Linked DNA regions of Mus musculus: region 1 is linked to region 2. Evidence: chromatin contacts called from public Hi-C data. All regions are on one chromosome and are shown on one strand. Each heading gives the region's core, a stretch centred on a gene start, on an enhancer-like site or on the middle of the called end of the contact. The rest is flanking DNA. Distances are from core to core; before and after follow the strand shown.

Region 1 (4,177 bases), core at 500-2,999, 160 kb after region 2:
CTTTGGGAATGAAGGGGATGAGACTGAGTCTTGCTCTGTAGCCCAGGTTGACACTGAACTCATTCTACGGCCCAGGCTGCCCTAGAACTGGAGATCCTCCTACCTTCCTCAACTTGCTGAGTTTTGAAACTACAGGTGTGTGCTACCCCACCTACTTCATTGGCAGTCCTTAGTGAGTACACACAGAGACTGAGATAAAGTCTCTCTCTCTCTCTCTCTCTCTCTCTCTCTCTCTTGCTCTCACTCTCGCTCTCCCCCCCCCCACACCCCGTTCTGTAGGCCATCTGCAGAAGCATGAGAACCTGAGTTCAAGTTCCCATGCCAAAGAAAAAAAAAATTTGGTCCTGCAATTGGGCTGAGACAGGAGGATTGCTGAGGTTTGCTGTCTGCCAACCTAGCTCCAGTTTCAGTAAGAGACTCTATCTCCCGGGGCTAAGGTAGACATTGATAGAGCATGCCCAATGTCCTCTGGCCATCCCATGCAAAATGCATACATGTGCACATACACCTCCTTCCCTACACATGTATATTTATCAGGAGCTTGTATTTTATATGATTTTAAGTTTACCAGTTATTGTAAAGGACATTACAACAGATATAGATGAGGTGGTGGGAGGAGCAACCCTAACTGGGAGGACCATCCTCCAGACATATTCCTGCTCACAAGCTTCTTTGGTGTTTTAAGGGAGGCTCCACTGCAAAGACACGAGTAATTGCATCATTGACCACTGAGAACCAACCATCCGCCTTCAGCCCCTCTCCTCAGCCCAGGAAACGATCCCTCTAATCCTATCTCAGTGTTTCCAGTGACCAGGCCCCACCCTGAAGCTACCAGCCATGCATTAGCATTCAAAAACCAACTAATAATAAAAACAAACAAACAAAAAACCCTTCCAGTTTGGAGAATCTGAGGATTTTAGGAGTCTTTGGCCAGAATATTTACAAAATTTAATAAATATTTCACCATATTTCAGAAATCCTTTACCTCAGAAGGCTGTATAAACCAAAAGAGACAAGAAGATGACTAGAACCCTGCCCAGTATTAATAGCCTGTCTAGTCCATCACGTTTGAATACATCTCCCAGGCAAGGTCACTCAGGGTCAAGGTCTTCTCTTTGATCTTGTCAGCTTCCACAGACAGGAGTGGTGACTGTAAACACATAGCTTCCCCCATTCACACACCTGGTAGGATTGAGCTAAACCACAATGTCCTTGCCGGCCTCTTCTTAAATTAATGTGGCATTGAATTTCAATTCGTCCCTGAGACTGACCTACTGAGCTTCCTTCCCTTCAGAGGCACCCAAACGATGCCTGCCTGTGGGAATCAACACTCAGCATTAGGTTTCCAGAAAGAAAGGAGAGATGGTTTGATTTGAGAGTTGAATTGTCCTTGAGGGTATGAGATTTATTAAGGATATTAATATTGCAGACAACATGACAGAGAGAACACACACACAGAGAGACAGAGAGAAAGACAGAGACAGAGAGAGAGAGAGAGGGAGAGAGAGAGAGCGAGAGAGAGAGAGAGAACCTTCAGTTCTACCAGACAATGTGTTTGTTTCTCTCTTTCAGTTTCTGAGGGAGGGGGAAGATCCCACACCATGAAGCAGCAAGCATGGTTAATAAATAGCCCAAAGGTCACAGCAGCTTGCTTATCAGGACTCCCTCGCAGCAGGTGTGAGGGTAAAGAGGCTGCAGGGGTGTGGCCTGTTTTCTTTGCAGCAGCAGTCTGTGGAAGGCCTGAGGTCCACCTCGGTCTAGCCTGTGAATTGTGCTTGGCAGTGGCACGCAGTGCCTCTCCTTGTTCCACTCCCATCTGGAGAGAGCGAGGGCACACGTCACAGACCAGGTGGCCTAGTTTCACAACAGAGCAGTGGAGTGGCCTTCATTCAAGGTTGTTAACCTCAAGTTTGCCATTTGGAGGAGCAGAGCAGCCCATCTCTCAGGACCCCGGGAATTCCAAAATCAAAGCTACAGGCTCCTCCTCAGGAATTATCCCTGTGTCCAGAACTTAAAGCTGCAACACTCAATCCTGTGACTGTCACTGGAGCTCTTAGGTCTGACTGTAGAGAGGCTCCAAAACCAGGTCCAGCCATACTCCCCAAAAATCAAATGGAAGGATAATAGAAACAGCAAAGGAAGAGCCACGCTGGGAAGACAGGGAAACTAAATGTCCTCAGGCCTGTCTTTGATCCCCGGACGCATGTAGGGAAAGAACTGGAGCAAGGAACAAGTGGGGTGTGTGCAAGGCCAAGAAATCTCAGTCAGACTGAGGTATGCTCTGCCCTTATTTTAGATCTGAGTCTCTGAATCCCTGTGGGCTCTGAGAAAGATGTGTGTGTTTGTGAGTGTGTGTGTGTGGTGTATGGATGGTATGTGTGATGTGTGTGTATGGTGTGTATAGTGTGCATGTGTGCGTGGTGTGTGTGTGTGCTGTTTGTGTGGTATGTGTGTGTGGTGTGTGTGGTATGGTGTATATGTGTGATGTATGTGTATGGTTATGGTGTGTGTATATGTGTGTGGGGTGTGTGTGTGCGTGGTATTGTGGTGTGCTGTTTGTGTGTGGTATGTGTGTGTGTGTTGTGTTGTGTATGTGTGAAGTATGTGTATGGCTATGGTGTGTGTATATGTGTAGGGGTGTGTGATGTGTGTGTGTATGTGTGGTGTGGTATGGTGTGTATGTGTGATGTATGTGTATGGTTATGGTGTGTAATAATGTGTGATGTGTGTGTGTGTGTGTGGTGTGTGTTATGTGTGTGTTCAGGTACGTGTTGGTTTTGTACCTCTGGAGGCAAGAAGAAAACCTTAGCCGTTGTTCCTCAGGCACTGTGGTCCTTGATTTTTGAAATACAGGCTCTCATTACCTGAGCTGAGCTGATTGGCCAATGAAGCCCAGGAAACCCCACTGAGAAGTCTGCCTCCAACTTCTCAGCTCTGGGATTACAATGGGATCAAACTCAGATCCATGCTTGCAACCACTCCACTGACTGAGCTATACCCCCAGCCCAAGGTGTTTTAAAGTGTGAAGGGTAGTCCAGTCCCCTGCGTCGGTGCAGCCCCCTCATGGGGTGTTCTGCCTGCAGATCTCTGCTCCTCAAAGCTTGCTGCCTTCAGCCATGAAAAGCAAGGATTACTAGCTTTACATGAAATTCTTTTATGAAAAGATCACTTTTGATTATGTATATGGGAAGATGTATGGGCATGAGAGTGCAGATGCTTACAGAGGCCAGAAGGGGGCATCTGATCTGGAACTGGGGTTACAGGCAGCCATATGGGTTCTGAAAATCAGACTTGAGTCCCCTGCAAGAGCAGTACTAGCTCTTAACCACTAGGCAATCCTGTCTTTTTGTTTTGTTTTGTTTTGTTTTGTTTTGTTTTGTTTTGTTTTGTTTTGTTTTGTTGGTTCCCCCCACCTCTAAGACTAAGTTTCTCTGTGTAGCCATGGCTGTCCTGGCTGTCCTGGAACTCACTCTCTAGACCAGGCCTTGAACTCAGAGATCTGCCTGCCTCTACCTCCAAGTGTTAAGATTAACAGCATGTGAACCCACCATCTGGGATTTAAATGTATAGTTTATTTTTATTTTATGTTAATTGGTATTTTGCTTCTATGTATATCTGTTGGGTCCCCTAAAACTTGAGTTACAGACAAGAGCTGCCATGTGGGTGCTGGGAATTGAACCTAGGTCCCTTGGAAGAACAACAGCACTCTTTTTGTTTGTTTGTTTGGTTGGTTGGTCTTTCGAGACAGGGTTTCTCTGTATAGCCCTGGCTGTCCTAGAACTCACTCTGTAGACCAGGGTGGCCTCGAACTCAGAAATCTGCCTGCCTCTGCCTCCCAAGTGCTGGGATTAAAGGCATGTACCACCACTCCTCGAGCGACCAGCACTCTTAACTACTGAGCCATCCCTCCAGACCCTTATTCTCTCTCTCTCTCTCTCTCTCTCTCTCTCTCTCTCTCTCTCTCTCTCTCTCTCAGCAAAATCAGCCTCTAAGTTCTTGTTACATGACTATTCAATCAGGTATGGAGGAAATTTGAGAGAGAAATAAAAATACTGATACTTGTATAGATTTATTTTTTTTATTTTTGCTTTTCTAGCGATTTATTTCTTTTTCAACTTTTACAGAAGAATGGCTTTATTAGAGTGGGAAATTAAAGATCAGATGTTGCAGAACGCAA
Region 2 (4,121 bases), core at 493-2,992:
GTACCCATGGGGAGTGGGGCTTCCCCAAAGAGGAAGGAATAATGACAGAAGGAGGTTGTGAGGCTGGGACTGGAAGGAGAAGAGGGAAGGGGCTGCGATCAGGATATAAAGTGAATACATAAATGAATTGATGAATAAATGTCCCTTTTGATTAAGATTTCTTCAGGTGTTTGCATTTGCATGTACTTAAGAATTTTAAGGTTTCTTTCTTCCTTTTCTTAAGATGACACTGGAATTCCAATAGCGATTCCCTTGAATGTGCATGCTTTCGATGGTTTGGGTTAACAACATTACTTTATCCAACCCATAAGCCTAGACTAGGGACTACCCAACCATAGACTTTCTAGGGTTATGGTGATATACCTGAGTGGAAGAGCCTTCACCTCGAGTGAATGCAGTCTATCTTTTTGCTTATGTGATCTTTGCTTTTTTCACTATGCTTTATAGTATTTTATGTGTGAATCCTTTGCCTTCTTGGTTAAGTTTAGGTCTAAACATTTTTATTTATTAATGCTTTAATAAATGGGATGGCTCAATTTATTTTCCCACTACTTTACTATTGGTGCATAGAGATGCTACTGTTTTAAACTATAGTCGGGAGTGGGCACCCTTCCCTTGTCTCTCTCTTATGTGTGACTTTATTACACTGAGAGAAGTTCCTTCTATACCTAATTTGTTTTTATTGTTTATGTGTGAGCTGAGTGGGTCTGAGGTTTCCTTGAAGAAGCAGAAGTGACATTAACGACCAAGTCATATGTTTGAGGATGCCAGCCTGCCCTTCCTAATGACTGCCAAGTCCTCCCAGTTACAAGCATCAGCTCTTCATATACTTGATGCTTCTCTGTCTCAAGTGACTCACTAACGGATGCAGAATCCGGTGCCTGAGACTGGGATAACTAGCATAGCAAGCATCTAAAACGTGGGTGCCACCTTGGGACTGGATCATGGGAAGAGGCTGGTGGGCTTCAGGAGCACAAGGGAAGAAAAGCCTAAGCTTCCTTGAACAGACTGTTTATGGAAACGTGGGTGTTAAAGTCAGCCAGCGAGGGCTCAGGAAGAGGTGAAGAATGTGGGAAGCTTATATTGCCACACACATATATATCATATGCAGAATGTTGTTGGAAGTATGAATGTTAAAGATGCAGTTAAGGAAGGCTCAGGAGGTGAGTTGGGGGTGGTGGGGTGGGCGGGGATATGTTACTGAAGCCTAGAGGCAAGAAGATCCTGTTGCATAGTGGCGGAAAGTACATCTGAATTTAATCCCTTGGTTATAAGGAGAATAGAGAAGCTGGCTATTTAGCTAAGATTTCTCAGCAAAGTGTAGAAGGTGCAGCTGGTTTCCTCTTTACTGATTATGAATAATGTGAAACACAAAGAGAAAATCTGCTAAGCAAGAAAGAAACGGAAGCATGGCTTGATGGTTTGAGACATTCTCAGCCTAGTGAAATTACAAAAGATAAGATAAAATAAAATAAAGGCAGCATCAAGAGGAGAGATTCAGGATGTGGATACTGTGCTATCGAAAGAAAGACAAGGGTGTGGTTGGGCAGCCTCTTGCTGGTGCAGAAATGATTAAGGGCATGACACGTGGCTACACTCAGTCATCTCAAGACAAGCCGAACAGAGAAGTAGGATTATCCAGAAGCATCCGTTGAGGATCCTTTCATCTGATGGCTCAGATCTCTGATATACAAGGGTTTTCAGGATGTTAGTCCAGCAGAAATACTGCCAACTGTGACCGAGAGAGACAAAGAAAAGATTAAATAAAGGGCAGCCATCTGCTTCCAGCAAGCCAGGGGCAGCACCAGGACTACAGCATCACTAGCAGCAGCCATCCATTGCCTCTCAGAAAGATGGGGCCCACTCAGAGGGCAGACCTTTAGGCAAACAGAACTTTGAGGCCCTAAGAACTGCCCCCTGCCTGAAATCTAATGCAATCCATCTTAATAGATCTTGAAATTTCTTGGGAAGCCATGACTCCCTTATTCCTCCACATCCCCTCTCCTGGAATGGAGACAGCTTTAACCATTACATTGTGCTCCTGTGTTAAATCTGGGGTGGGGTGGGGAGAGGAAAGACAGCTTGTTTTCTAGTTTTCAAGTGTTTGGACAGGGAGGTAAGTGGATCATACCCAGAATCTTTCCACACCTGATTTAGATGATGATATTTTACAATGTAATGGGTTTAAACTTCTAGGGTGTGACTATATTTTGCATGTAGATGCATGTGAAAATTTGGAGGCCAAGGGCCAAATTTAACTAAAAATTTTCTTAGTAAAAGATATCTAAATCCTACACAGTAGTGTTACCTGGGTGTGGTTACTTTGTGAGGCACAAAGGGTTCTGAAAATGTGGCTAATGATCTCAAGATGGGCATATTATCCTGGACCATACAAGAAGATTTCTAATGCAATCATGTGTTCTTCTAAGAGGGAGACAGAGGGAGGGAGGCTTCAAGCTACAGAAAAGAAATGTAGGCTGGGGAGATGGGTAAGTCAGAAAAGTTTATTGCCTTGCAAGCATGAAGTCCTGAGTTTGACTCCACACTCAAAAATGTCCATGTCCTGGATGGTGCTTGCTGATCTGTGATCCTAGTACTGGGGAGGCAGAGACTTGGGGATTCCCAGGGCTGGCTGTCCAAGCAGCCTAGGCTACTTAGACAGTCTCAGGCCAATGAGAGATACTGTCTCAAAGAGAAGACGGTCGATGGTGCTTGAGAAACAATATCTGAAGCCTTCCTCCAGACTCCAAACACATGCATGTGAATCTATGTGAACAGGGAGACTTCACTCACACACACTCACACACACACACACACACACACACACACACACACACACACACACACACACAGCATTGATCTGCTTTAGGGAATTGTTGGTTGGAAGATGTTTTGGCCTTTGAGGATGGAGCAAAGGCTGCACGAGCCAAGAAGTGCATATGGGGAATAGAAGCTGGAAAAGGCAAAGAATACAAGTGCAGGCATCGGGAAGGGGGGAGGAGGGAGATGGATCCTCTTCTAGGGTTTCCAGCACAAGCCCTGCTGACACTTTCATTTTGGCCCAGTGAAACTAATTGCAGAGTTCTGGCTTCTGAGGCGGTGAAAGAATAAGTCTCTGTGTTAAATCATTGAGTTTGTGGTAATTTGTTCTAGTAGCTAAAGGAAACTAACACAGTACATAATCAGAGATAAAAAAGGCATTATTGATTATGGACTCACACACACAGACACACACACACACACACACACACACACACACACACTGAGAAGGAACTCTGATGCTGCATTTGTAAAGCTCACATTTGTATTTCAAAGTGGGGTTAGTCTTCACTTTTTTCCTTACCTTCCTCACCCTACCTTTTTTGTTTGTTTGTTTGTTTGAGACAGGATCTCATATGGCCAAGGCTAGTCTCCAACTAAAGATGACCTTGAACTTCTGACCTTCCTGCATCTATATCTGGAGTGCTGGAATGACAGCCATGACTGCTATGAAGGGCTGGGGCTAGAACCCAGGGCTTTGGACCTGCTAAGTAAATACTCTCCTAACTGGACTATGTTCCCACACCACTGCTCACCTATCTTGAATAATTTATACTTTCCCAGTCAGTCTTTCATTTATCTGGACTATCAGATGAACAGTATAATACAGAGAGTATATCTATAATTTCTTAAATGTCATATATACTTGGGAGTGCATCTCCCGTATCTTTTATTCTAATCTTGAATAATTATGCTTTCCCTCTCTTTTAATTCACTACTTGGTGAACAATTTGTTTTATTGCCACCCTCTTCCATTCAGCTATCCAACTTAATTTTGTGTTTTTAAACGTAGTGATTAGATGAACGCTTTCCTCTCACACGCTCCCTCCCGCTTTCCCCCTGCTCGTTTGTTGCTTCTCTCTAGCTTCTGCCGGCACTAAACATTTCATTGCTTCACACATGCCAGAGTTTTCAATCGATTACTTAATTCATTGCTCATTTCCACGTTTTCTTGTTTGGTAATTGAGACGTTTAAGTCTATACATTCTCTTCCAAGCCCAACTTTGGCTACATCCTATAAGTTTCAACATGTAGTAATCACAATATTAAAATTTGCCAGGCAACTCCATAATTGTCATTTT

Evidence for each region. A called contact is a pair of places that touch in the nucleus more often than the background predicts.
Region 1: a contact with region 2 is called in a Hi-C map of the N1E-115 cell line, with 3 times the contacts expected there. The contact joins two enhancer-like sites. A contact is called at or near these places in 1 of 39 promoter capture datasets (maxillary cranial neural crest), 1 of 484 Hi-C or Micro-C datasets (the N1E-115 cell line), 1 of 115 datasets of contacts at active chromatin or transcription factors (differentiating embryonic stem cells) and 1 of 9 other capture datasets (embryonic stem cells).

Annotation. Positions count from the first base shown.
Region 1 is chr9:59,270,147-59,274,323 of GRCm38.p6, forward strand. No RefSeq gene overlaps it. Among named protein-coding and RNA genes, the nearest start is that of Gm39345, 12 kb to the left of the region's middle. Within about 2 kb of position 1,750, at least 73 of the 459 cell types and tissues checked have an H3K27ac peak or open chromatin away from gene starts, as enhancers often do. A contact at or near this core is called in the N1E-115 cell line, where this site is marked.
Region 2 is chr9:59,112,274-59,116,394 of GRCm38.p6, forward strand. No RefSeq gene overlaps it. Among named protein-coding and RNA genes, the nearest start is that of Neo1, 78 kb to the left of the region's middle. Within about 2 kb of position 1,743, at least 4 of the 459 cell types and tissues checked have an H3K27ac peak or open chromatin away from gene starts, as enhancers often do. A contact at or near this core is called in the N1E-115 cell line, where this site is marked.